Linked DNA regions of Mus musculus: regions 2, 3, 4, 5 and 6 are each linked to region 1. A link is a contact called in public promoter capture Hi-C data. All regions are on one chromosome and are shown on one strand. Each heading gives the region's core, a stretch centred on a gene start, on an enhancer-like site or on the middle of the called end of the contact. The rest is flanking DNA. Distances are from core to core; before and after follow the strand shown.

Region 1 (4,746 bases), core at 958-3,457:
ACAAACAAGATAACTTCCCACAGATATGCCCATTGGCCTACTTCCCAACTTTGAAATGTATATTCTACACTACATCTGAGATCTTTTATTTCTAGTGAGGAATCAAAAGCTATGACTCATTAAATAGACTTAAGACAATAATAAGCATATTGGAAACATGTTTTCAGGGGAAGTCAAAAGACAACTTGCTTGTGTTAGTTCTCATGGGTCAGAGTTCTAACTCAGGTTATCAGGCTTAGCGACAGAAACCTTAATGAGTCATCTTGCCAGCCAAATATATGGAAGTTTTTGTTGCAATACTGGAGATTAAAGCAATAGACTCAGAGACACTAGGCACGTACTCTTCTAGTGAGCTGTCTCTCTGTTGCTAGGGACTCACTCTGCATACTTTCTAGCTCCCCTGAGCTTTGTGATTTCTCCAAAAGAATTCAGATGTATATAGGAAGTATAATGTAGAAGAAAAATGGAGTTTATAAAAGGTTAAGTAGGAGTACTGGGGAGATGATAGCAGACAGACCATTATGGAAGAAAATACTCTCAGGAATGAAGAGATGGCCTTTATACCAATTTACTTTTTAAAGCAGCTTTTATACTATTTCTTAAAGTCTCCTCAACAGACAGCTTTCCTGAGGCAGGTTTTCCTGTCCAGATGATAGCCAGGCATTCTTGGATTAGCTCTTTTGGGACAGGGTCTTACTAGCCATGGCTGATGTCAAACTCACAGGCCTGTCTCTACCTCTGCATGCTGGAATTAAAGGCATGGAATTAAAGTCACGCCTAGCTTGATTAACTCTTAAGGGAGTAGACAGTGCTAAGACTTTGTTCTTTAGTTTTAAAAAGTCTCCCATGGGCTGGAGCTATACTCAGTGGTTAAAACTACTTAGTGCTTTTCCAGAGGCCCGGGGGTTTTACTCCCAGCACCCACAGCATTGAGTGCAACTGAGTTGCAGGGGATTTCATGTCCTTTTCTGCCCCCCCCCCCCCCCCGCCAAGACAACCTCACACATGTGGCACATACTCACACATATAAAATACATAAAATAAGATCATTTAAAAAGAAAGCCTCTGCTCAAACATACATGATCCTTCTAGAAGTTCAAAATGTCAGGTTCAACAAGGGCCAGAGACACCATTCAAATGCCCTTTTTAAAAAACAGTCATCAAAGTCCTGTTTTAATTCCTGTTTTTAAGAGCTGTTGTTTATGAGACAGGGAGATTCAGTGACCTCTAAGCTTGCTGTGACCACACTAGATACCTTACAACCATTTAGGAAATAGGCATCAACTTGATCTGGCTGCTTCTAACTGAAAAGAGTTTTGCCTCTTGATGACTCTTAGGTCTCTGAAGACAATCAAAAGAATCCTCATAGATCGTGACAGACTGCTGAAAAACCAGCCAAGGGTAGTCTACTCCAAGGGAGAAGAAACAGAATTGAGACAGCAGACCAATACATGGTCTGAAGGGAGTGAGGTCGTTACTGAGATCATAGCAAGTGTAACCCATTTCTACTGCTCAGTCTGAGTCTTGCTCTCCACCAACACCTTTTCCTTTTTCGGATTTTGAGATAGAGTTTCTCTGTGTAGCCCTGGCAGTCCTGGAACTCACTCTGTAGACCAGGCTGGCCTTGAACTGGCCTCTGGAAAAGCACTAAGTAGTTTTAACCACTGAGTATAGCTCCAGCCCATGGGAGACTTTTTAAAACTAAAGAACAAAGTCTTAGCACTGTCTACTCCCTTAAGAGTTAATCAAGCTAGGCGTGACTTTAATTCCATGCCTTTAATTCCAGCATGCAGAGGTAGAGACAGGCCTGTGAGTTTGACATCAGCCATGGCTAGTAAGACCCTGTCCCAAAAGAGTTAATCCAAGAGTTTGAGTGCTGGGATTAAAGGTGTGAGTCAGCACACCCGGATTGCATCTGGCTCCCTTACTCCCTTCTTCACACACACTTCAACACACAGGGATGAGGCCTCTGGACACCAAGCCCAACTCTAGGACCTCTCAAGTGGGAAGAAGAAGGGAAGAAAGGAGCGCATGAAAGGGAAGCAATAAGAGGGAAGGGAAGAAAGGGGCACAAGGGAAAGGAAGACAGGAGGGAGAAAGGATTGTTTCTGTGTATGCTACCTAGTAACAAGTGACTGCTAGACATAGGAATACTATTGGCTGATGACTTAAGGCAGGCCAATCCCGGGCTCTGAACTGCTTAGTGGAAATTGTGAGACTTGCACGCGGAATGGGTCCTCCGAGGTCTGCTGTCGCGAGTCCCAGCACTTTGCAAGTAATGGAGAACAGAAAATTCTTTCCTCTCTACTGTAGCAGTTTGTTCTCTGGTGGCGACTGTGCTCAGCGACAAGTTGGAGAGTAGAGAAAAGGCAAGATAATCAGCATTTGAGGGTCAGAGAAGAAAAGAAAACGCAGTTAATTCTAGAAGGTAGGGGAGGGGATGGGGAGCGCTCTGAGTCCTAGCAGGGGCTGTAGGAATAGGGGGTGGGGGTAGGGTGTCACAACACAGGCTGCTGGGAGGGAAAAGCCAGATCTTTGACTCTGGAAAGAATACCTGGGGGGGGGGGGGTAGTCTCACCTACCTAGTTTTACCTGAGGTTCACCAGGAGGAGGGAGTACAGGGAAGGCGAGGGGGGAGGGGAGGAGGAAGGAAAGAAGGCTTGGGACGAGGGAAGGAGGAAAGAGGAGGAAGAACTGGGTAGAGAAGTAGGAGAAAGACCCGGAGGTTGAGGAAGAGGGAAGGGGCTGGAGAGAGAGAACAAGGGAAGGAGGAGGAAGAGGAGGGAGTGGGGGAGGAGGAGGAGGAGGAAAGCCCAAGAAGAAAGAAAGAGGAGGAGGGAGGGGGAGGAATATCAAATGACAGCTGAAGAAACTGGACTCTGGAAAGACAACTGAGCCTAAGACAACAGAAAACTGCCTGCCTGGTGCTTATGTTGTTTGTTTAATAGAATGTTTGGTGAATCCAACTATTAAGGTATAACCAGTTCCATAGGGCAAGAGTCCATCTAAGGCAGAAGTCTGAGTGCTCATGAGACCAGCATAGGGACAAAAAGGTGTCATGTACATGAGAACCGTGGGTGATTTATCCTCTGTACTTCTAGGTTTTCTGTCCACACGTGACCTAGGTGACTCTGTCCTGAAGACCTATGGAGCCTACAACTTCCCTGCGTTCTTGCCCGATAGCCTCCCTTCTCTTCTTCTTGGTCCTCAGCCTGTTTGTGCTGGTCTCAGGTACAGTTGTAGGCTTCTTGCTCCTCTCAGTTTTTCAGAAAGCAATGGCCACAGTTCTCCTGATAGACAGAGACAGGAATAGGGACTGCAGCTGTGTTGGCTCATCTTTCTGAATGAGGACACTGGATTTATCCCAATTTTGTCCTACAGAAATATAGCTAGAGCATCAAAGGAGATCTGTAAATGTCCAAGTGGCAACATTCAAAGGAGTTAAAAATAGATGACGTAGATTTGAATGATATATTTTGTTTAACACCACATAATCAAATATTAATATAAATGCCTTGCCAGGTGTGGAGGTACACACCTATAAACTTAAGAGGCTGAGACAAGACTGCCAGGAATTCAAGGTCTGCCAGGGGTACATAATAAGATGCTATCTCAGGAAACAAAACAAGGGGGCTAGGAATGTGGCTCACTCGGTAGAGTGCTTGCCTAGCATGCACAGGCTGTGGTTGGAATCCTGGGTCTGTGCCACACTCAGGCATTGTACTGAAGAACAAGTCTCTCTGAGCATTGGATCTATACTTTATGCTCAGGGTGACTATTTTGTTTTTGTTCATGGCTGGGCTTGAACTTGCTATAAAGCTGAAGATAACTTTGAAGAGCTGATCTTCCAGCCTCCATCTCCTCAGTGTCGGGATCGTGGGTGTGCACCACACGCATGGGTAGTGTTTTGTTCCTGAAATATTTGGGGGATTGTTCCCAGAAATGCTGCCCACCAACCACAGCTACCAGCCTACTAGGAAGCCCCTGTGGCCTTTCATTTCTGTTGCTGTGATAAATACGCTCTCAAAAAGCAACGTAGGAAAGGGAAGTGTTTAATTAGGTACAAATGCAAGCCACAGTCCATCACTGCGGGAAGTCAAGATAGGAATTTGAAGGCAGGACTGCTTGCTATCCCACACAGCGTTACCTCCAACCAAGGAACTAACTTTATTGCCAAAGAAGTGTAGAATACGCCATGGAAGATACTGCTTGTTGGCTTCTAACAGACTCTCAAGTAGGTCAGGACCCCCTGCCTAGGGAATGGTGTGGGTGGCCTTAACATTGTTGCAATTAACAACTAAGACAATCTCCCACAAAGATGCCCACAGGCCAGTGACTTAAGCAGTTTCTCAATTTGGATTCTCTTAGGAGATAATTCTAGGTTATGTCAAGTGGAACTAACAGTTAAAACTAACCAGGACAATGTCCAGACTATAGCTTGAGTGGTGTATGACATTGTGACATAAAACTGTCACTAAAAATTTCACTCTTGGGAACTACAGAATCAAAACAAACAACAAAAACAAACCTCATGAGTTAAGTGAAACAGCTATAGTTCCTGTCTGATTGTCCCCCTTTGTCAAATAGCCCAGTTTACTGTCATAGGACCAGCTGAGCCCATCCTGGCCATGGTAGGAGAGAATACCACACTACACTGCCACCTGTCACCAGAGAGAAATGCCGAAGAGATGGAGGTGCGGTGGTTCCGGTGGCGTTTCTTCCCTGCAGTGCTGGTGTACAGAGGCC
Region 2 (4,746 bases), core at 632-3,131, 2.0 Mb after region 1:
TCTTCCAAGCTCCTACAGAACACTGAGGTTTCAACAATCAATGGTCCTTCTAGCCCAAATGTCCAGTCCTTCCACATTTCTCCCCCTAAACATAATCAGGTCTGTCACAGCAATACCCTATACCCAGTACCAATTTGTATAGGGTTGTATTGCTATGATGAAACACCATGACCAAAAAGCAAATTGGAGAGGAAAGGGTTTATTTGGCTTACACTTCTAGATCATAGTCCATCATTGGAGGAAGTCAGGACAGGGACTCAAGCAGACCTGGAGTCAGGAGTAGATGCAGAGGCTATGGAGAAGGCTGTTTACTGTCTTGCTTCCCCTGCTTTGTCCAGCCTTCGCTCTTATAGAACCAGGACTATCATCCATGGATGGCATCACCCAGAATAGACTGTGCCCTCCTCCATTGATCACCAATTGAAAAAATGACCTACAGCTGGATCTCATGGAGGCATCTTCTCAACTGAGGCTCTTTCCTCTCTGATGAATCTAATTTATGTCAAGTTGACACACAGAACCAGCCAGTACATGTAATAAATGCAGAAAAACCTTCATTCAACAAGAACATCTTGTTGGAAATTATAGAACACACACTGAAGTCCTATAAACATAGAGTATGGGAAAGATCTCAGTGGGCACAGAGGTGTTATTAAACATCAGAGAATCCATATAGGCTAAAACCCTATGGGTACATAAAGTGTGGAAAGCCTGTATAAGTTAGGCTCTAACTAGGTATCAGAGAATTTATAGAGTAAATTAGTTCTACTAAAAAGAGAACAGTACCAAAAATTACTTAGTGCTCAGGATTAATAGACAGAATCTACCTTAGAGACCACGAGTGCCCATAATGTGGGCAAAACTTCAATCATCATTTAAAAACTTGAATCAAAGAATATGAGTCAAATATTCTTTTATTTCTAATTTAGTTGTTTTGAAAGAGGAATCAACTTCAGAAGGCTTTAACCTATTTGTATTGACTTACATTTATAATACCAATTTTATAATCCCAAATTTATAATCACTTGATTTATGCTTTTAATCCCAACACTTGGGAAGGTGAGGCAGGAAGTTTGCCCTGCGGCCAGCTAGGGCTACAGAGAGACTTGATCTAAACTAGCAAAACAACAAAATGTAACCCTGTCTATTGTGTTCACTTGTGACCCAAGCTTGGCAATTCCTGGCTGAATATGACTTCTCCCTTCTGTTCTAGTTCTTTGCTTGTCCATTCGTTTATATGACACTAGGTAAGACATTCACATGTCCTCTGCCTCATTTCCTCGAGATGAGAATGAGATTCACCAACTCTATCTCAACAAGTTGAAACAGATAAAAGTTGTCTTTGACATTAAAAAGTAAACCAATGTTCATTGTTTTCCACCAATTTTCTATTTAAATTTTAAGTTAGGGGTCTGGTTATTTTGTAGACGTTTTGTTGTTTCCAACCATAAGTATCTGGAGGATGAGAACACTCATAGTCAAAGAGAAAGCAATGGTCAGTAGGAACTTTATAAATATACTACTGTTCCTAGGAACTACAAAGGTTTAAATTCTTCAATACGCAGTGAAAGTTGGGAATTTGGAGTAATCATGAAGCATTAATGGGAAAGCACAAGGTAACTAAGAAGAATAAAGAGAAATCCGTTAAGTATACTCCTGAGCCCAGCGCAGGCCTCTGGATCTGTGATCAGCCACCCAACTCTTAAACTTGTCACCTGAAGCCCGAGGCTGGCCAGACAAAAGCTTAGGTGACTTAAAGCTATGTCACTCCTCAGGATGTCCCGCATAGCCGCCCTCCACCTGGTGTAGCTGAGGGCGCTCGGTCCTTTTGCTGGCCTACCATAGAGCTGTCAGACCTCCGAGCTTCCTAGAGAGCTTCCGGAAGTGGCTGTGGGGCAAGATGCGTGCTGCCCGGCTCTGCGGCTCCAAGGGTTTGGAACTTAGCGGCTGCAGGGGTCCCGCTCGGGTTCGGTGTCCGTCGCGTCTCCTCGCGCGCTTCCCTGTCCGCGCTGTGCCGCCTCCCGCCCTCGGGCAGCGTGGGGAGCTCTCGGTGAGTGCGCTGGGCCGAGCAGGGGCGCTCGGGCAGCGGAGGCCCGAGAGCGGGGAGCGGGTCGGTTCAGGGCCTGCCGCCGCTGAGCAGGCCGACACCCGGCCCCAACTTCCTACGGGATGGCTCTCCTCATCGCCAGTCATCATGTATATAATTTTGCACTCGCTCTTACTTGTAAAGCCGGCCCGTGTACCAACTGTTTCTACTCAGCAGTTTTGCCGATCGGTCTCAAAATTCATTTTTAAAGATAATAATTTTTTTCTTTTGAAGCCTCTACCCCACGTGGAAATCTTTGATTTTTTTTTTTTTTGTTACTCTTTTTTTTTTTTTTCTACCCATAAAAGAAGTATATTATGAAAGTAGTTCATGTAATGGCTGAACAGTTGTATGCAAAAGAAATACTTTAAGTAATTCTGGGGTAACAAAATTAAACCTTATTCAGAATACTTTGCTTACCTAGTTTATTAAAGCTAACTGAAATAGAATCTTGAAAATTCGGTAGGTTCCCATTCCCAAAACTCGGGTCATTCATGAGTAATCTCTGTTGGATTTCTAAGACGTTGACCACCACTTGACCACATACTTCTATTTGTCCGATTCACTTAAGTATTGCTATGCAGCAATCATCATTTTAGTGAATGTGCACGTTTTGAGTTCCTTGTGGTTAAATATAAAAATGTCAGTCTTAAAAGCATTCATCAAAGCAACTTCCTTGAGAAGCCCATAGCCACGCTTGTGCGTCTGGCCCTCTCCTGAGTGCCTTTCTCCTAACCCTCATGCTCAAGCCTTATTAAAATAACTTTTAAAATCTCCAAAACAAACAAACAAAATGAATGAATGCCATTTCAGATAACTACAAAGCATGTTTGTTTCATCTACTTCTTCTTAATCTCTAAAACCTGGAGATTATCATTCCTGGTTTGTATTCGGTTCTCAGACATCTCTCAAGTTTAATTAATCAGAAAGGAAAGTACATCTCCTGCATCTCTTGAGAAGCCAGTATTTGAGTTGTGCCTTCCTTAGTTTTCAAGGCTTTAACATTTTCGATCCCGAATAAGCCTAAGATTGTTGCCTTTCCGTTCATAAGGCAATCATCCTGACCAGATGTTCTTCAAGGATGGTGTGTAGGGATCAGTGTTTCTCTGTAGGTACTTTCCAACACTGCAATGTGTATGCACAAAATTATTAGAGAGGAGAATGAAATGGCCATGTATGTTGGTGCATGCCCGTAATTAATTGCATGCTGTACTAGGGTTGGGAAATCACCAGTTTGAAAACAACCTTAGAGAATTTTGTTTTGTTTGGGGAGGATAGGTAAGGTCCACTCATGCCACAGTACCGTAGTGGAGGTCAGAGGACAATTGCAGGAGTCTGTCTTCTCCTTCCACCTTGTGGGTTCTGGGAAAGTAAACTCGGGTTGTCAGGCTCAGCAGTGGGCACCTTTATCTCCTGAACGGTCCCTCAGAGCCCCGTGTCTTTTTAACAGTACACCAGTCATATTGGATTGAGGACCTATCTTATTTCAGTTATAACTTCATGTTAATTTGATTATATCTATCTACAGTCTGCAAATAGGGTACATTTATAAGCATCTTTTTTGAAGACAGTAACATGAATGATGAGAAGCTTAACCAAAGTCAAGGAGAAGTCACCACTGCAGCCTTAGCAAGGGATATATATATAAACAAGAACAGAAACCATTAGTGTATGTATTCCCCACAAAGAAACAGGGACATCAAAGTGAGCTCTTTGGACCTGGAGCCTCTACTCTTAAAACAAATCTAGACACATTCTATGTTGTGTTGTAAATATAGCGCTCTAATGTTCTTTAATTCTATCAAGATAAAATTTTGATGAGTATGAAATTAAGAGAGCAAAACGTTTTTACAACCAATAATGTACCATTGTGAGAAAAGTAGTGTGTGTAGATATCGAGAATAAGGAAAATAAATAATTTGGCCAACAATGAAAGTAGTCCAAGAAGACTTAAATGAAAAGATAACATTCATGGACTGAAGAACCCTTGTTAAGATGTCATTCATAATGTGATATCAATACTGTTAAGATAGTATTTCTAAACTGAGATATAGATTCAACACAAGTTCAATTCTAGCATTATTGGGAATCAATAAGCTTATTCTAATATATGGATCAAAAAAGCAACAACCAGCAAAGCCAAAACAGCTTCAAAAACAGAAAAGTTGCAGGATTCGAACTACTTTGAAAGTTCGAGAGAAGGTAGATATATAGGTCACAGTAAGGGAATAAAGACTCCAGAAATAGTGTTTGTGGCCAGTCAGACCTCCCCCCCACCCCCGCTCTGATGAAAAGGCAAGTGATCCAGTATATAATCCTTTCTGTGAATGGAACTACAACAGATTTTCATGTGTATGTAAGGAGGGGGACCTCCACCCACACCTTCACTTCTGCAAAGGTTAATTAAAAATCAAGCATAGGCTTAAAACCTGAAACTACAAACTTTTAGAAGAAAACCTTTGTAATTTGGAGTTAAACAGACATTTCTTAGATTTGACATCAAAAGTACAATCTTTAAAAATTTCGATAAATTATACTTCAAAAAATTTCAAATATCATCTTCAAAGCTTTCAGTTAGAAGAATAGAAGAAAGTCAATATTTATAAATAATGTATCTCATAAAGGACCTGTATCCAGAATATATAAAGAGTTCTCAAGTC
Region 3 (4,746 bases), core at 844-3,343, 1.6 Mb after region 1:
AGCCTCCACTATGGTCTATGGGGATTTAGCTGGAGTCACCAGGCAAGGAAGATGACTTTGGTGACACCAGAAGCAGTGACAAGAGCAACATATTTCTTTTTTTTTCCCTCTCTACTTAATGGTCAAATAGGTCAAAGAAGAAATAAAGAAAAACATCAAAGACATTCTAGAAGGCACAACATACTTCTTTTTTTTTTGGTTTTTCGAGACAGGGTTTCTCTGTATAACCCTGGCTGTCCTGGAACTCACTCTGTAGACCAGGCTGGCCTCGAACTCAGAAATCTGCCTGCCTCTGCCTCCCAAGTGTTGGGATTAAAGGCGTGCACCACCACTGCCCCACTAACATACCAAAATTTATGGGACACAATGAAATCAGTGCTAAGAGGAAAAATCATAGCATTAAGTGCCTTCATTTAAAAAAATGAAGATTTCTCATAATAACAATTTAAATGTAACCTGAAAGTTCTGGGGAAAAAAAAAAAAGAAGCAAACACACCCGTTGCAGGAAATATTAAAAAATCGACCAGCATGTTTCCGCCCTTGTGCCGCAACTCTCGGGCCCCTGAGTGGTCCTGAGAGCTCTGTCTCTAGTTAGCCCCCTCAGCAACAGATTGCTGTGTTCCCAGCTCTGGTTTGCTTGACTCTGGAGCTGATAGTTCCCTCTCTGCCATAAACTCCTGTAGTCAGTGGTCCCACATTTCAGTAACAGAGTAAGTCAAAACTCTTGAAGCTTATAATTAACTAGTTAGATTTATATATCAATAAATTCTCAATACACAAGATGCCAATACAATAATTTCAGAGTCAATTGGTAATGATAAAATCTGCCCACCTAGATTAGACAAATTATTCCAATATTCTAACCTTTATGAGGTCATGACTACCAATGGCTGGTTAAAGCCACTCTGGTTCACAACTCCGCCTCCACCTTGACCTTCCTCCTTCTGAGACACTCTGTCTCTGCAACTCCTAGCTCAGCCTTCCTTCCCCCTGTCTAATCACAGGCTTCCTGCTGCACTAATATTTTAATCTGATCGGACAGGGAAAATTCTGTCACAGATTAAGTTGCAAGGGTCTGAAAAACACCGAAGGAAGGAAGACCCCAGACTCAGATTTGCATATACAAAGACAAAGAGCGTTTATTCTGCAGAAACAGCTAGCATGTCAGGATTTCCATTGTTTCCAAGTGACAACCTCCACAGCACATCGAGTTCCTTTTAAAACAGGACTGCTTAGTTGTTTCTGAGAAAACAGCAGACTTCTAAAATTTAGGGCATATTCCATCATAAACCGAATGTTGTAAAGAAGATATGTACCACAGGACCCCAGGTGCAAAAACAGGGGCTAAGATATTGACTGAGTTTGTCAAAACTTCAATGACAGCTTAGTTATAGTCTAAAAATTTTCCACGACTGCAAGCTACTAACAAATGGTGAAAGTTTAGCCAGATAATTGCTCTTAGTGTATGCGCACATAGGCATTCTCTGTTATAACCTCCTATTCAATTTTTGATTGAATTTATGTGCAGACCTGCAGTGTTTTGTTTTGTTTTGTTTTTTCCATGAGAACACATGCTCTGAGTCTTACAAGTACTGAGAATAAAGGGCAGAGATAACTCCCTCTCCCCTTTTCTCCTGGAGATTTCAATTTAGCGAAGTGCAATTCCCTGCCAAGACTTTACCTAGCCTCCAGCTACTTTGAGATTCTTACTGGAGGCTGCAGAAGGCAGCCTTAAGGTCAAGTGGATCAGTGGCAGACTGCAGAAGCAGAATCTTCCCCCCAGTAGAGATAGCAAATGGCTTAAATGGTCCTAGGCTTAGTTTTTGAATGGGATATGAAAAATGAACTCCTCAAAAATACAATCATATGAATAACCACATCAAATGTAAATGGAGCAGAGGATTCAAACCCAGAGATTGTTGAACTGGATTATAAAATAAAGCAGAAAGAAGGAGCCAATTATAGTTTGCTTCAGAAAGCACCCTAAGAGCCCAGATGTGGTGGTGTGGTTGGGGCCGGTAAGACCCATAGAATAGAAAAACAGAAACAGCTGCACAGTCTGGCACTGTCCTTGAGCATACAGCTCTCACACCTCCCTCCCTCCTTAATAAGCCTTTCAGAGACCTTGAAGGAGGGACAAAGAGTCTGCTGCATGGTTTAGTCCCTGACAAAATGCTTATGTGAGATGTTCCTACATGCTCCAAGCAGCCCTCCTTTCCTCCACATCCATGCCATCTTTAGAATCCTACTTTAAGGTTTTAAAACAACTAAAAGCTTACCATATTCAGCAGACAAAGAAGCAGAAGCCACATAAAAAGCACCATTTTGCTGTACTCACTGTAAGTTTTCTTTACAAACCATACTTCACCTGACCCTGTGCATGCACATTAAAGCCGTTTTAACGTTCTGTCTTTAGAGTTCTGTCTCTTTGATCAGAATCCCACAATAGTATGTCCATCTCAAATCCCAGTACCTGGCAGACAGAGACAGGAAGAGTACTGCGAGTTCCAGGCAAGCCTAGGCTACAGAATCAGACCCTGTCTCCAAAGAGACATAGAAAAAGAAAGGAAGAAGGAAGTGAGGAGGGACAGACAGACAGAAAGACACAGAGTTACTGTGGAAGCTGAGAGAAGCAGGCCTGGTGGTGCCTGTAATCCCAGCTTCCTAGAGGCTAAGGTAGGAGATTGTAACAAATGCAAAGTCACCCTGGGCTATGAGGTGAGCTCCAGGCCAGCTTGGGATCCAGAAAGAAAGAACAAAGACTTGGAAATTTATTATTTGATTTTTGAGACAAAGTTTCAGTGTGTAGCCCAGGCTGACTAAGAATTAACCACAATCCTCCTTATTACTGGGGTTACAAGTGATCACCAACCACATGCCTGAATTAGACCACTGATCTCAAAAGCAGGGGGAGTAAGTAGAGGTTGGTGTAGACTGTGGCAAAGGAGAGATCCTGGGGACTCAGACAGAGACAGATAAAGAGCAGAGGGAATAGACATTTCACACGTGGTGCTGCTGAAACCAACAGGACTTTTAATAATTTGAAGGGTGTTAATAGGTGAGAGAAGTTGGATCTTACCACAGGCTTTAAGGAGGATTGTTGGTTGGGGAGTGTCCTAGTTACTGTTCTATTGCTGTGAAGAGATACCATGACCAAGGCAGCTTAGAGAAGAAAGCAATTAACTGCGGGCTTCCTTACAGTTTCAGAAGGAAAGCCCATGACTATCATGGAAGGAACCATGGCAGCAGGTAGCAAGACTTGGTGCTGAGGCAGTGGATAAGAGCTTACAGAGAGAGTGAGACTGGGCCTGACTTGGGCTTTTGAAACCTGCAAGCCCACTTCCAGTGACACACCTCCTTCAGTAAGGCCACATTTTCCTAATACTTCCTAAACAGTTCACCAACTGGGAACCAAACATTCAAATATATGAGTTTATGGGAGCAGTTCTCATTAAAACAAATACAGTGAGTTTAGCTTGTGACATACATGTCTGGGACTTGGTTGGAACTCCATCTCTAGTGTCTCAGGAACCACTGACTCCAAACACCCCACAGTGGAATGTTGTCATAATTAGAAAGTATGCTTGAGTGGTTTCTGTGTGATCATGATTAAGGTGTGGCACCAGGCAGTTTAAAATTTAGTTGTCTGTGTTTGATGGCCAAAGATCCTGAGCTTATGTGGAACTGTAGACTTCAGCCTCTGTGTTAGACATTAAAGGAAACACTACAGCAGACCACACGGACAGTGGACTGTGGCGAGTCTGGAGCATACCAGTGTTTGGAAGCCATTTTCTGCAATGTGGTTGTTTTCTTCTTCATCTCATTCCTAAAGTCCCTGCTTGGACTCCAGGTCAGAAGAGCTGGCCCTCAGCTTTTCCCTAACATTCTCTACCACTGTACTTCTTTTTAAATTTCTGTGTGGACTTCAAAACTCACCAGTTAAGTGAGTGTCCAATATTGACAATTAATCCTGGGCAGAATAAAGAAAGAAACAGACAGCTGGTGCAAGGCAGCTCTGGGCCTTCAGTGTCCTGTACTGGGGAGGCAGATGCCTCCGAGTATCAGGAGTTCAGGGCAGTCTCAGCTACTTAATAAATCTGAAACCAGCCTGGGTTACAAGAAAAAACACTTCTCAAAACAACAGACAAAAGAATCCCTGGAAGGCAGACCTTTCTGTTTGTAAATGATGCTTTGTCCTTCAGTACGGAGGGGCTGGATGAGAGTAAACAATACAGTAGGTCTGGAGTTGATCCTGGACCACAGACAGATGTTTGATCGAACAAAATCTGAGATCAGTCCTGGGCTACAGAAGCTAGCCTCAGCTATAGTGCAAGACAATGTCTCAGAAAGAAAAGAGAAGAGAAGATAGGAGGGGAGGGGAGGGGAGAAAACAGGCAGTGAGCCATTTGTTGATCCTTTGGCACAGATACATCTGTGAATGTCTGAACTGTGATAAATTATATATATTTGTCATATTTTTCTTTTACATGTTCAGTGCTTTCTGAGCTACATATCATTCTGTAATATTCATTTTCATTGTAAGGGTAATTGTTATTATCTTATTTACTTTAATTTTGTAGTAATGGCAATCTAACGCAGGGCCAGGTACGCCCTCTGTCATTGAAGCAGGTCCTCAGCCTAAGTGGTCCTTTACACGGTCAGTCTTCCAGCACACACTGCATAAGCTTGAATGCTCCAGGGTGGGGAGAAAGCTTCATAAAATCCAATTCTCTGTAGAATTCGGTG
Region 4 (4,746 bases), core at 856-3,355, 1.5 Mb after region 1:
TGTGGTGGCTAGGCTGTGGAAAAGATGGGTAGAATCAGAACTCAGTGAAGAAGAGGGCTGCCTGGTGTGCACAGGAGCTGTCTCAGACATAGTTTGAAGCGGTTCTATACTGCCAAAGATAGGCTTGAAGGTGGGCCTTAAGATACCTGGAGTTGTAGAGGGAGAAGAGCTTGAAGAGGCCTCAGCCATGACAGAAATTCTGGAGTATGAGGCAGTTCTAACCTCAGTACTGTGAACAGGCCCCCAAATAGGTCTTAATGCTAAGTGAGAAGACGTCTCCACGGGAAGTACAGATGCAGGAAGATGGAGAATTGGGTTACTCACCACCCCAACCAAAGTGCTTTGTGTGGTGGGTGCTGTGGGGTTAATGACAGATGAGTGTGGGGGCACAGCAGACCTGTGAGCCCGAGGGATTGAAGATAGCCAGGTGGAATCAGTGACTGGTGTTGTGGGAGAGCTTGGAGACGCCTGGGTGGAAGCAATTGAGGGATTTGAGTCTGAAGAGATGCCTTGGATGTGCTCTAACTGTGAGCACCCGAGTGGGGCAGGCATATTCTTCAAGCTTTCCAGCTGAGGGTTCACGTGGGTGCTAAGAACTCTCTCAGAAGACGACCGACTGAGAGACAAGGTAGGCTGAATTCCAGCCCTCATCTCTGGAATGGAGTCTCCGGCTGTCCCGGTTGTAGCTTCTGTGGTTTGGTTGCTCGGCACAGCTTGCCCCTCTAATGTTGGGTCCTCTTCAGTGACAACAGGACCTTGCTGGCAAGGTATAGTTAGCAGGTCCCTAGGGCCAGACTGCAGTAGAGGAATCTCTCCATTTAGCTGTCCAGAGCTGCTGGGTGTGACTGAGAGGTGAGAATTAGGACTCTCTCCTGCTTTTTTCAATGGCCATTCTGGAGTCTGGACTAATGTCCTGAGAAAATGTCTCTTCCAAGATCCTGAGAGCTCTCTAGAAGAACTGTAAGAACTGGTAATAGCATTTCTTTTTGTGCTGGGGGGGCCTTGGGTATGTATGCTGGCCACAAGGGCCCCAGAGAAGCAACCGGATCTCTTACATTTATCATCTGAGCTCTGGACATGGGGTCTCCTTTTCAGAGACCCAGGCCTGGCCACAAACGAAACAGTGGCCCCACTTTTCAACAGGGGCTTAAAGGCGGACCATACGGAGGCCGAATGCCTTTGGCTGTCGGAGGTGTCCGGGAACAGTGGCTCTTCCCACCTGGCTCTGCCCTTCCTGCACTGGAGGAGGGCCCTCAGCACCGGGTCCTTTCCACAGGGCCCTGGTGGCTCCTCTGAAGGTCCCGCGGAGTTCACCACTCTTGAGACCGGGAACAAGGGCCGTGGTCTCCGCTCAGGAGGCGAGATCTTGACTGTCACCGGACTCCATGTGGCCCGAGGGTGACGAAGGGACCAAATATTACGCTTCAGGTAACTTTCCCACCAGTCTGAAGGAAGAGAGCCCATGATGGGGTTCTGTGGCCTCTTCATGGGGAAGCGCCTCCAGGCCTCACTGACGAAAGCGGTAGGGTTGGCGGGATCCCAGTTGGGCGGCCTCCGGGCCGGCCTGTGTCTCCGAGCGGGCTGGGCGCGGTGGACATGCTGCACCCGGTGGACCTGGTAGAGGGGCCTAGCGGGTCGGCGGCTCGCAGGCTTCTCCCCTGAGTCTGCGCGCCCCTGTGCTGGGGACCGCGGCGAGGACCCCGCTTTGCCCAGGTAGCTGCCCATGCTGAGAGGCGCGGACGGGCGGTGACTTCTAGCCCCGTTTCAACCTCGGCGGAGGCGGCCGAATCCAAGCATCCGCTGCTCGAGTGACGGTTGGGCCACGAGCGCCAGAAAAGCGCGAGGGAACTGGGGAGCTGGCGACACGCGGGCCACGGCAACCACGTCAGCCCGCTCTGGGATCTGCGGTCTGAGCACCACACTGGCAGAGCTCATGGGGGCTCGGTGTCTAGCATCCAGGCAGGACCCGGCCTTGGACCTGGATGCGCATTGGTGCGCGTCCCAGTTCCCCAAACTCTGAGCTGGAAGCGACTCTGGGTGATTTGAATCCCTTCATCGTACGAGTGAACGTACGAGGGAACGAGTGGGTGTGCTCGAGAGGGCACAGGACCAGAGGAAGATGGAACTGTTTAGGCAGGCTATAGGGCATTGTGACTTGTCAATGGGAAAGGCAGCAGCCAGCTGAGGTAATGTCTGTGAGTTCTATCAGAGCCTCCTCATGGCCAAACCCAGCATCATACCTTCAGGGGATAAAGTCAGGATTTGTAACCTTGCACCCTGGCGGGAAAGGGTCTATTTAGAAGACACTTGGAGCTCCTCTTCCCGACCAAACCTCTATTCACTTGCAGAATTAGTGTGTTAAACAAGTTGATAGAAGTTGAAGGTAAAACTGACTTCTTAGGGGGATACAGAAAGTTTCACTCTACACCCCTATGCTGGCCAGTGGACCAAAGTATCAAAGAACTCTGCCTGGCCATGAGCTAGAATCTTACATTTCACCCAAAACAAAACAAGTAGCTAACCAAGCACTTTCTCAAAACAGTATTGACAAGCAAGATGGCCAAGTCTGAGCATGCACTTGGTGGAAGGAGTGAGCTAACTCCCATAAGCTGTCCGCTGAGCTCCAAATACACAATATAGCAATAGCGTGTGTGTGTGTGTGTGTGTGTGTGTGTGTGTGTGTGTGTATACATACACACTGTATATACATACATACTGTGTATACATACACACTGTATACACGAAATGTAATTTTTAAAATTTTAAGTAAGGTGGAGAGACTCTCCATGAGCACACGAAAGTACCCCACACATACACAGAGCTACTGTAAGACATTCAGGAAATATAGAAAGTAGAAACTTCTATGTCTCAACAATAGAGCATCTATCTACAAATGTGAAACAGTTCTAGAAGTTCACACTGAGATGCCCCTAGCATGTAAGGAGGGTAGGAATAAATAGGGCTGTATCCAGCTATTAAGTGTCCCCAGGAGGTGGTTGCATAGAGAAACTGGGGAAGGAGGTGAACTAAAATTTGAGTGAGGATGACTGAATGGGACATACGTTTACAATGTATGCTGAGAAAATCATTCAATTGTGGGAGTTCACCACACATGTAACAAAACAGAGTTTGCAAATCCACAGGAATGATTGCTGGTTGCTTAAGACTGGGGCAGAAGGAAGAATAAAGGAGAGGACAGAAAGGTAACAGTATAATGATTTGTGTGCTATTGTTGTTATCTTTTGTTTTGTTTTTGTTTGGTTGGTTTGGTTTGGTTTTGGTTTTGGTTTTTGGTTGTTTTGTTTTGTTTTGTTTTTGAGACAGAGTTTCTCTATGTAGCCCTGGATGTCCTAGAACTCACTCTATGTTGACCAGGCTGGCCTTGAACTCACAGAGACCTACCTACCTCTGCCTTCTGAGTGCTGGGATAAAAGGTGTGCACCATTGCCCAATTGTTGTTATTTTTTAAGTAGTAAAAATTGACTATTGGGATTTTTTATCGACCTGTCTTAAAAGAACCAAACTGAACAACAATGGCCAGGAAAGAGTTGAAGTCATGAGAGCCAGTTTAGAAGTCTGTGTACTATCTTAATGCTGAGTCTATTTCCAGCAAAGGCAGGGGCAAAAACAAAAACAAACAAACAAACAAACAAAACCCCATGGCCAAGCCAACAGTTCCCTTTCAGAGACCTCCATCCAGGTAAGGCTGAATCTTTGTCTTCACCACAGAAAAGAATTTCAGGCCAGGCCAGTGTGAAGCAAAGTTAGAGATTGGGTATAGGATTCAAGGGGACACTGAAGCAGACTGTTGGGGCTAAGAAGTTTAACTAAGGAACACAGAAGAGCATAGCAGAGGCTCAGAGGAGAAGCAATCCCACGGGGCAGAGTCAGGGTTCCTTCTTATAAACGAAAAGGCCAGGTGGCAGAAACCATGCAGGAAGTGGTAAAGTGGGCAGGTGAGCTCCCTAAGACTGCCCATCACCCACTGCGATGTGGCACAACCCCAGAGGCTTGCTTCTTGCTACTGCTGTGCTTTCTCAGGTTTGTCACTGCGCATTTATCTGGCTTAATGTGAGTGGACCCCAGGAGACCCCCGCTGCCTATAACTTGATATGATTATTTCCTGGATGACAGCCCACTCTGTTGTGTAAATTTCTTGCAGATCAAAATAAAGATCAAATTCTTGAGATAAAGCTGTCTAGATGGATTAATGATTTTATGGAATTTCTGAATTGATTTAAGTAGTTTTGGGAAGTTAGCTTGATTTTAAAATTTTGGGTAAGTTAGGGTAATTGATAGAAAGTCAGCAGTTGATAGAAAGTTTTCAGTTAGAATCAAGAATAAAGTGTGCCCCTTCCTGATAGCTGCTGAGTTAGAGAAAGGAATACAGTGAGCGTTCATGCATTACAAGCTCCTAATTGTAGAGGCGGCAAGAATAGGCTTGGGACAAGCTAAAGATCAGAGTGAGCACATGCACTAGGTTGGCCAGAGTTCCTTGATCTTGGGATCTAGGGATGAGGTAGCAGGTTTTTGGATGTGCACCAGGAAATAATAAGGTTATGATAAAGAGCAAATAATTCTGAGTATAAGAACAGAAAACAGATGACTAGCCAGCCTAGCTAATCAGAACTTCAAAAATAAGACGTAAGATAGATGCTGATAGATATGTTTCATATAAGAAATGCATAATCAATAACCTATCCTAATTTCCTCATGTAATGATTTTAGTCTGTTTTTGAAGAACAT
Region 5 (4,746 bases), core at 801-3,300, 1.3 Mb after region 1:
TATATATATACATACATTTATATTCATATATATATATATATGTACATACATATATATACATATATTTATATTCATATACATATATATGTGTACATAAGTATTTCTTCCCAATTGTCCTGGGATAGACATGTGTGTGTATATGTGTGCATATGCATATGTGTGTGTGTGTATCATTATAAGTCTTGCTATTGGCGAGTCAGAGATCACAAAGGTACAACTAAAACACATCGAATTATAAACAGATAAATACAGAGATATTTTGATAGAAAATGGAGCATTGTTGGTTAAGTTACTTCAAGGATAACCCCTGCTTTTTAGTAAAATTCTTAAAAGCTCATGACATTACAAAAAGGAATAAGTGCTAAATATTTACCAACTATGCCAAGGGATTTGACTTCTCCAGAATACTGCGCTTTATCAGTCCTCGGGAAGAGCCCAACTCAAATGTTTCTGCAAATTGCTTTGTCAGTTTATATCTGTGATTAAAGTGCAGTTTTAAATCAACAGTTTCCTTGAGCAACCTATGATCTTTTGAACAGGCACTACACTAATATTTACATAAAGCATACAAACTGGTGTTTCTGAGGCCTGCTCACTGCCCTGTGCAGGAAGGGAAAATATACACAGGCAGCAGAGCCTTCTGAAGGCAGGGACAAGGATAATCTTAAGTGATAAAGCACTAAACAGATGCTATGAGGCATGGGGAATGGGCAAAGATCAGTCCTGGATAATACAGCACATATTACTGTGGAAATGTAAGCACCAAAGTCAACATGTCTTTGGGAGGGTTTCAAAGTAATTCAGAACTGATTTTGACGTAGATGAAATGTTAAATTGTGAAGGACAAATTGAAATTAAGGTTGTTGTGTGAAGTTCTATGTGTTTTGTGAGGTGTGATACAAATGGAGTAAGTTTCAGCCTCCAAGGCTCATTTTTTACTGCAATAAACAAAGTGAAAAAAAAGAAAAAGGAAAAACAGAGAAACTAACATACCATTCATAAAGTGATTACATTCACAGTGTGAGATATTGGGGAGGTCTGGCAGGCTGACAGATTTCTGACTAAATACATCACTAAACTAAACCCATCTTAAAACAATCGGGAAGGTACACCTTTGTTAAGACTCTTCGAGAACAGTTTTGTTGGAGTTTTGTTAGGGGAAGTGTTCCCAAGAGACATGGTAAAAACAGGATTAAGCTGGGCGTGGTGGCACATGCCTTTAATCCCAGCCCAGGCAGAGGCAGGCAGATTTCTGAGTTCGAGGCCAACCTGGTCTACAAAGTGAGTTCCAGGACAGCCTATACAGAGAAATCCTGTCTCGAAAAACAAAACAAAACAAAACACAGGATTAATTTAATTTGTTAATTAATTAAGGTAAAAAAGAAATCACTTTCACTATAATTCCACACATGCATTTTGGGAACACAAATTTAATCACAGTTAGTCCCACTTTGAGGCCATTAATCTAGATTTTCATACCCTGACTAAGTCATTAACCTGTGTATAATTTATGGTCAAGGGGCCTGAGAAGAGGAGATACCATATCATCTCAGCTGAGAACCTGGTCCACTTGACCAAGCACAACTTTCTGAGAAGCCACAAGCTTTTTATGAGTTCAACAACATTTGAGTGATGGTTGCATATGGGTCAGTGAAGAGGCCAGGATGAAGCACAAGACAGTCTAGTAGCCTGAACTCACACTGGGTGACATGAAGGAAAAGGAAGGAGCCTGCCAGGCCAATGCTCAGGACTCTGTTGGTTTAAAAATGCCAAAGTGATGCCATGCATAAAGCTTTTGTCTGGGAAGAACATGGTCATGTGAACTTGAGGAACAAAGGATTGTCGTGAAATGCAGGAAACTATCAGGTTTATGCCCTGATTTTAGCCATCATCACTTCCACGGGAAAAACAAAGACTGTGATCAACCATCCTCAGGGAAAGAAACATATGAATTTACATTGCTGAGACCATTATTTTCATCAGAATAAACATAGAAAATCTTACATGTGTTAAGGAGATTATTCCTACTGTTATGCATAAAGTCAGAAGATGAACTGGAATAATATTATCCACACAATAATCTTTCTTTCTCTGACTGGACCTGGAATTCTGGGAAATACCCTAATATTTGTGAGACATATATACATGCCTGCCTTGTGGATTGAGAAAAAGCCTGTTGACCTTATTCTCATCCACTTGGCTTTTTCTAATATAATCATTATTTGTAGCACAGGGATCAGAGATATAGCCACAGTGTTCTATTTCAGAAACTTCCTAGGTGATACTGGTTGTAAAACTGTGGTTTATCTGGCAAGGATGGCACGGGGCCTCTCCATCTGCACCACCTGTCTCCTCAGTGTGGTCCAGGCTATCACCATCAGTCCCAGGACTGCCCTTTGGACAAAGCTCAAACCACAAACAGCATGCCAAGTTCTTCCCTTTATCCTTGTCTTTTGGATTGTTAATGTTCTCATAAGCTCCAACTTGCTCTCCTACATCAAAGCAGGCAGTAGCTTGAACAGGTCTGTAGCTGCAACATTCATTGGCCACTGCTATATGCTCCAATCAAGACACATCATCAAGTGGTTTTTCCTCTCTCTCATGACTCTTCGTGATGTCATCTTTCAGAGTCTCATGGGCTGGAGCAGTGGGTCCATGGCTCTCCATCTGTATAAGCATCACAAGCATGTCCTCTACCTTTACAGCTCCAGGTCTGCAAACAACTCTGCTCCAGAAATCAGAGCTACATGGAGGGTTCTCACTCTTATGACCTGCTTCCTTTTCTTCTATTGGGTAGATTTCATTCTCTCCTTCTACACAGGTTTTTCAGTGACACATGATTCTAGTTCACTAAATATGAAAACATTTTTAGAACTTGGTTATGCTAGTTTCAGCCCCTATGTTCTGATCAGCAGAGATTTTCGTGTTCCTAATGTCTTGCATGCCCACTAAGAAGTACAAACATATATTCTATATCTAATCTCTATGAGCTAAAGGTGTATGCATTATAAATTGCTTTTCCATATTGAATTTTAGATATGGGGACATAATGTTTGCTATGCACCATAGATTGACCTGGCAGTCTGCATGCAACAGAAGCTGATTTTGAGGTAACTCAGCACTCTAATTGCTGGGATTGCAGCATTCCTCATCAAACTGTCATTTGCCTTAATATTCTATTTATCACAGTTAAATATTATATTAAAATTAAATATTATGGGAATAGAGTTCCTTTTCTAAAGCACCCTGGTACTGCACAATCTTAAGTCCTATTGAGGGTTTCTAGGCAAGTTGAAAGTGGATTCTTACCATCTTCCTATTCCATCATCTCTGCCATGTGATTTCTCCTTTTATGTGTACCGGGTAAATGCTAGAGGTAAAACTTCTATCAGAAATTGCTATTGCATTTTTTTCCAAAGACAGAGCATGAAAAAAATAGTTAGGTGGTGTCTTAGGGTTGCTTCTGTGAACAGACACCATGGCCAAGGCAAGTCTTATAAATGACAATATTTAATTAGGGCTAGTTCAGAGGTTCAGTCCATTATCCTCAAGGCAGGAACAGGGTAGCATCCAGGCAGGCATGGTGCAGGCAGAGATGAGAGTTCTGACTTCATCTGAAGGCTGTTAGTGGAAGACTAACTTCCAAGCACCTAGGGTGAAGGTGTTAAGACCACACCCACAGTGACACATCTATTCCAATAAGGCCACACCTCTGAAGAATGCCACTCCCTGGGTCAAGCATCACAGGTGGAGATGAAGAAATGTACCTCATCTGAGGTGAACTAATACTACAGAGTGAAAATAACAGTGAAACAAGCAAGGCCACCATAGCACACTCCAGAATGAAAAATAACATGTCAATGATGCTGCCCAATTATAACTGGGTTAGAACTTATAGTGCTAGTACAAGAATCTCTGGTAAATGGCCTCTCAGAAATGATGCTTTTTGGGTTCATGCTGTAGCCCAGGGCTCACTGGCACATTGGTGGGTTAAAACATTGATCTTAGATTTTAAACACTGAATCTTCCATCTCTCACTACCAGTAACACACTATGTCCTCTACTGAACATCCACGTGTTGCTGAGTCTCCTTGCCCCCCTGAGTTACCTCAAGATCAGCTTCTGTTGCATGCAGACCACCAGGTCAATCTATGCTGCATAGCAAACATTATGTCCCCACATCTAAAATTCAATATGGAAGAACAATTTATAATGCATACACCTTTAGCTCATAGAGATTAGATATAGAATATATGTTTGTACTTCTTAGTGGGCTTGATTCTGTGGGTCTATAGGTGTCTTTGTTCCCTCTGGCTCCTACAATTCTTCCTCCCCCTCTTTAAGCTGTTAGGGAAAAAGTGATATCATTAAATTTTCAGGCAAATGAATGGAACAATAAAAATCATCCTGGGTGAGGTAGGCCAGGCCCAGAAATATGAATATGATGTGTATTCAATTATAAATGGATATTAGCTGTTAAGTAAGTGATAATTAAAGTACAATCTACAGACCCAAAGAGACTAAGTAAAGATGAATGCTCTACTGGGGATACATGCATCTCACTGGAATGGGAAAAATTTGCACTTTTTAAAAGTACTCCTTGCTAGCAAATGAAACTTCTAAGGCTGATGTATGGTCTAAATATTAAGTAATCCTAGTGACTTATAGATGATCCTCTGTCAGAAGTGTCAACGATGAAGGAATGTAACTGTCAAGCAACCTCTCCTTCTGAGGTCAAGACTTTAT
Region 6 (4,746 bases), core at 566-3,065, 1.1 Mb after region 1:
TACAGATCATTTAAATGATATTTTTAGTGCTAGAGTGATGGCTCAGCTGCTAAGAGCAAAGGCTGAACTTCAGGGAACCCAGGTTCAATTCACAGCAACTACATATTACTTCAGTACCATCCATTAAATCCAGTCAATCACAGGGCATTTGGGGATCTCTTCCAGTCTGTACAGACCTCAGGCATTCACATGCTACATAGTCATAAATGCAGGCAAACTATTGGTACAGAAAATTAATACAAAAAATGTTTTATAAAGTCCCATAAAGAGTAGCCAACAGAGATTGAGATTTCTTTTTTTTTTAAATTGGATATTTTATTTATTCACATTTCAAATGTTATCAGCTTTCCCTTTCCCAGGTTACCCTCCAGAAACCCCCATCCCATCCTCCCTTTCCCTGCTTCTATTAGGGTGCTTGACCACTTATTCACCCACTCCCAACTCCGTGCCCTGGCATTCCTCTATACTGGGGTATCGAGCCTTCCCAAGACCAAGGGCTTCTCCTCCCATTGATGTCCAAATAGGCCATTCTCTGCTACAAATGCAGCTGGAGCCATGGGTCCTTCCATGTGTTCTCTTTGGTAGGTGGTTTAGCCCCTGGGATTTCTTGATTATTGCAATTTGCTAAGATAAACCTCAGTGCAAGGCTTGAATAACCAAGATTATTGTTTGAGAATAATGCATGCCTAAACTGTTGTGTGGGATTTTTTCTTACCCACAATATTGCAGAACTGAGAGTTTCTTCTTCCTTGTTGAACATATAAATAAGAGACATTTTCTCAATTTCTCCCACTGAACATGCCAACGTTCAACCAGAAGCCCATCCCTGTGAATCAGCACCAGGGGACTAAACGTTGCATAACCAAGGGTCAGAAGTTCTCGAGGATTTACCATTAAGGTGTTGTCCTTTGAGGAGAGACTTAAAATTAGGGAAAAGGCACAATCTGTCCAGTAGAAGAAAACAAAACAGAACATCAGAAGGAGAACACTCTGGGCAGCTCTCAGCTCAGGAGGAGTTCTGTAAAGAAGCTTGGAGTTCTGAAGGTAGAGGACATGCTGGTGGTGCTTATAGAGAAGAAATACCATGTAGCCACTGGCCCCTCCCATAGCACCCTGAAAGACTGCATCTCTCAGGACCATGAGAGGGAGAACAATCCCTTTTATTTTCTGACTTGGTAACATAAAATAACAATTATTGCTATCAGTCTTAAATTGTGATATATTCAGTCTTGTACTTGTGATGGAATTTATTAGGTTCATATTTATTAATGCACTGAATAACCAAAAGAATAAGAAGAATGGAAGGATGTGCCATGCAGACTTTGGCCTGAGCATCCTCCATCCAGATGCTCTGGGGCTGATGATGATGGCCTGGACCACAGTGAGGAGACTGCTGGCGCAGAGAGAGAGGCCATGGGCCACCCTTTCCAAGTAAACAATGATCTTACAGCCTGAGTCATCTAGGAAATTTCTCAAACCAAAAGCTACAATAGTCTTTGGCAGTCCTTTTGCAAGAAGGATGACAGTGTTTGTAAAAGCCAGGTGGATAAGAATAAGGTGTACGGGTTTCTTCTCAGGGCTTCCCCAACAACTGAACATGTAATTCACAGAAACAGACATGTTTCCCATAATGCCAAGCACAGTCATGAAGAGAAAAAGTATTTTCTTAATTAACTTCAAAATCATTTCTTCCTTCCTTGTGTGCAGGATGCAAATACATTTTAAAGAAAGAATCAGTAATGCTGGACATGGATCTGAACAGCACATTTTGCATGAGAGCATTTTCTGGTGTTCAAGAGGCAGTGGTGGATGCATGCTGCATGTGAGGTTTCAGAAACATCTCTCTTCCTGTGGGCTCTAGGTTAACCTGTACTAACAAGTGTTTGGTATTTGATTGCTATGTAAATTTTTTTAAAGGTTTTTGATTTAACAGCTCTACACTAGTAAAACTGACATGTTCATGTTTGTGAGTCTGTCTGTCTGTCTACATTTATGCATTACCCTCATTAACTCTCAGCATAGTTGAATTGTACTTCAAGCTTCCCCAAACAAAATTTCTTGTTTCTCCTTGTATTTCTTCATATTTCCTCACCCAGTTCCTAAAGCCCAAGGCTCATGCTGAACCTGTCTGCCTTCCCCACATCACACACAGACACTGGGAAACCCTGCTGCTCCACACCTGCAGCATCTCTCACTTTTAGTTACTTTATCTTTCACATCTCTTTGTTCTACATCCCTTTCTTATCTGCATCTTGATTAGCACAACAATGTCTAGATTTGTACTTGTCTCCTAAGTTTGTATCTTGTATTTCTATATTTTAATATTTTAAAAGTTTAGATATTGACCATTTTGTGATTTCACTCCATACAAATGATTACTGGGTACTTTCTAAAGGCAGTCCTCTATGTCAAGCAAATTGAATAACCTTCTGGGTAGGGCCCAGCAGTTAAGCCTGAATGACCAAAAGATATCCTGAAAAATTCATTTAACCACCAGGTTCCAGGCATGGAGGATGTCTAGCTGAGCTCTAGAATGCTTCCTGGGATACTGGGTAGCAGAGGGCTGTGATACAAGGGGATGTCTTTAGTGCATGTGTGAGGCACATGAGTAAGTTACCTCGGGACCTTTAAGGGAGCATGGAGCAGCTTTGTACCAGTGGCTGGTAAGGCAGATGGAAGAGGGGATTGATGAGGTGTTAGGTATTGCCATGAGATGAGTAAACATGTATGTAAGTTTATGAGTTGTGAGTCCTCATTCTGGCTGTATGCAGCAGAGAAGGTTGGAGTATACAGTTGTGAGCAGGGACTCTCCCATCTAAGAGGTCCTGATGACATTTGCCTCTGTGAGGCCTTGTGAGCAGCGGTTATGTCAGCTTGCTTTACAGCCTGCTTCTCCTCCTGTTTCTTTCCCAACCTGTTTGTCAGGCAGGCTGCTTTGTTCTACACCAATCTAAGCTGATTTCAGAACTTAAACCTCAGCAGTATGATGTTTGGAGCTCCATTCTCATACCGTGGCTATTTTTAGCAAGCTTTGGGCAACTTTCCTAGAATAAGAGCAATCTGGATCGCTTCAGTGTCTCCATGGGTTTGTGTGTTCTGAGTACTTGGAATGCCTCTGTTCCTTGCTTTCCTTCCTGTCAAGCTCACAAGATTATTTAAATGTCTATACCCTGGTGATTGCACACTTGGTATGTGTGAACCTGGTTTCTTCCCTAGGTTTGTGTCCAGATGGCTTCATGACTCTAAAAGTCAGTTATTGCCTTTCATCTGCTCCTCTACAGCATCATGGAAAACACAACATCATCCTAAATATCTGAACACAGTGAATAATGCTCTGGGCATTAATACCAAGGAATTCAGCAGCAGTAACAGATTTAACATAAAAACAAAGTTTTCAGTTAGTGATTGGAACCTGTAAAAAAAAAACCCTGTTATCAACTCATCCTAACTCATAATGGGAAATACTAAAAGATGGGCTGTCCTTGTGTTTACATAGATGGGTGATACCCTGTCAGCATCTAATCCCCAAGCCTTGGAAGGTTACAATCATCCACTCTGGTTTTCTAAAAAGAACAAACAAAAGCAAAAACTGTGTATTTCTTACTGCTTAGCAGGGGGATGAGCTGTTTCAGGATGTAGTTGGTTCACGGCCTGGATCTTTACAGCAGTACTTCTCAATATCGTAATGGTAACTGTTACGCTAGTGACTTATCTGTCTACATACCCAGCAGGTATGCAGTAAGTAAAGTGACAAATATGCATAGTAGTATGAGATAAAATCCAAAGAATGTTAGGATGGATATAAAAGGAAAAGTTTTAAATTAGGAATTCAATGGTACAGTAAAGAAGACATATGTCAATATATAAAGCATAGAAATATATAGAAAGCAAAAAAAAATACACATTTTACAAAACTAGTGACACTGTTGGAGTCACAATACTGGCAAGCATGGATGCTAAATTATAAGAATTTTGGCATGTATTTCTTTTGTTATCTTATTTTTGAGATAGAGTCTCCCTGTGTAAAGCAGGCTAGCATTCAACAATTATCTTGCCTCCGTTCCTCTCATGTTGATATTGCAGGAGTATATCATTATGTTTGTCTCAAATTTTTTATAGATACCTAAAAATCTTCTCTATCTTACTGATTCCTTAAAAAATGGAAAAGATATAACCTTAGGGAAAGATAACCCAGAGCTCTGTCCTGACTCCAGCCTGAGGATGGATACTGATGCCGCCTCAGCATTTCTGTCTCATTTCTGTACCTCCCGTAACTTGTTTCCTTTGATCTTTCTGGTCGCATGGATCAGTTTTGTTAGGATCAGAAGAAAGTACAGGACCCAAGGTTCACACAGTCTCTCAAATACTTCCTGGCTTAGTCAGAGAGAGACTTCAGCTTTAATGAATCTCTCCATGGCACAGCTGAGGGCATCTAAGATCTTACCTCCACGTCCTCACCTGGACCTCTGTGGTGCAGACAGGCTCTGGAGCAGCTCTGGGAAAGTGACACTTTCCAAGTCATATTTATACTATCTGGATCTGTGGGGCTCTTGGCTGCCATCAGGTACTGCAGACTTCAGGCTTCACATTGTCACAGTGTCAGGGGGAAGAAAGGCCACTGTAGAGACTCAGTCCCTGAAGTACAGCTGCCCTCTCTCCCACAGTTACGACATCTGTTTTGCTCAGAAGTTATTTCCAACTTAATTAGGCTTTAATTATTTTGAAAAGAAGGATGTGAGGTGAGAA

Evidence for each region. Promoter capture Hi-C pulls out the DNA fragments that hold promoters and counts their contacts.
Region 2: a promoter capture Hi-C map of hippocampal neurons shows a contact between it and region 1, with 3 times the contacts expected there. The contact joins the promoter of Zkscan8 here to the promoter of Btn2a2 in region 1. A contact is called at or near these places in 5 of 39 promoter capture datasets (cranial neural crest, hippocampal neurons, liver and 2 more) and 1 of 9 other capture datasets (liver).
Region 3: a contact with region 1 is called in a promoter capture Hi-C map of cranial neural crest. The contact joins the enhancer-like site here to the promoter of Btn2a2 in region 1. A contact is called at or near these places in 8 of 39 promoter capture datasets (cranial neural crest, frontonasal cranial neural crest, hematopoietic stem and progenitor cells and 5 more), 3 of 115 datasets of contacts at active chromatin or transcription factors (embryonic stem cells and stem cell-derived neural progenitor cells) and 1 of 9 other capture datasets (macrophages).
Region 4: a contact with region 1 is called in a promoter capture Hi-C map of second pharyngeal arch cranial neural crest. The contact joins the promoter of Pom121l2 here to the promoter of Btn2a2 in region 1. A contact is called at or near these places in 16 of 39 promoter capture datasets (the 3T3-L1 cell line, the C10 cell line, the HPC-7 cell line and 11 more), 1 of 484 Hi-C or Micro-C datasets (bone marrow-derived macrophages), 5 of 115 datasets of contacts at active chromatin or transcription factors (acute myeloid leukemia, embryonic stem cells, large pre-B cells and 1 more) and 1 of 9 other capture datasets (macrophages).
Region 5: a contact with region 1 is called in a promoter capture Hi-C map of liver, with 5 times the contacts expected there. The contact joins the promoter of Vmn1r192 here to the promoter of Btn2a2 in region 1. A contact is called at or near these places in 3 of 39 promoter capture datasets (hippocampal neurons and liver).
Region 6: a promoter capture Hi-C map of hippocampal neurons shows a contact between it and region 1, with 4 times the contacts expected there. The contact joins the promoter of Vmn1r199 here to the promoter of Btn2a2 in region 1. A contact is called at or near these places in 4 of 39 promoter capture datasets (the HPC-7 cell line, cranial neural crest, hippocampal neurons and 1 more).

What each region holds. Positions count from the first base shown.
Region 1 is chr13:23,486,318-23,491,063 of GRCm38.p6, reverse strand. Btn2a2 (butyrophilin, subfamily 2, member A2) reads left to right here and starts at 2,207. Exons shown (of 8, transcript NM_175938.3): 1 at 2,207-2,428; 2 at 3,102-3,231; 3 at 4,588-4,746. The coding sequence starts at 3,147.
Region 2 is chr13:21,528,249-21,532,994 of GRCm38.p6, reverse strand. It overlaps Zkscan8 (zinc finger with KRAB and SCAN domains 8), which reads left to right and starts at 1,881. Exons shown (of 6, transcript NM_139141.4): 1 at 1,881-2,050. Gm32724 (a long non-coding RNA gene) reads right to left here and starts at 1,926. Exons shown (of 5, transcript XR_001780870.1): 1 at 1,841-1,926.
Region 3 is chr13:21,856,793-21,861,538 of GRCm38.p6, reverse strand. No RefSeq gene overlaps it. Among named protein-coding and RNA genes, the nearest start is that of n-TTagt4, 3.1 kb to the right of the region's middle. Within about 2 kb of position 2,093, at least 7 of the 459 cell types and tissues checked have an H3K27ac peak or open chromatin away from gene starts, as enhancers often do.
Region 4 is chr13:21,978,540-21,983,285 of GRCm38.p6, reverse strand. Pom121l2 (POM121 membrane glycoprotein-like 2 (rat)) reads right to left here and starts at 2,105. Exons shown (of 1, transcript NM_001162928.1): 1 at 1-2,105. The coding sequence starts at 1,725.
Region 5 is chr13:22,185,352-22,190,097 of GRCm38.p6, reverse strand. Vmn1r192 (vomeronasal 1 receptor 192) reads left to right here and starts at 2,050. Exons shown (of 1, transcript NM_145845.1): 1 at 2,050-2,952. The coding sequence starts at 2,050. The coding sequence ends at 2,952.
Region 6 is chr13:22,379,607-22,384,352 of GRCm38.p6, reverse strand. Vmn1r199 (vomeronasal 1 receptor 199) reads right to left here and starts at 1,815. Exons shown (of 1, transcript NM_134213.1): 1 at 712-1,815. The coding sequence starts at 1,815. The coding sequence ends at 712.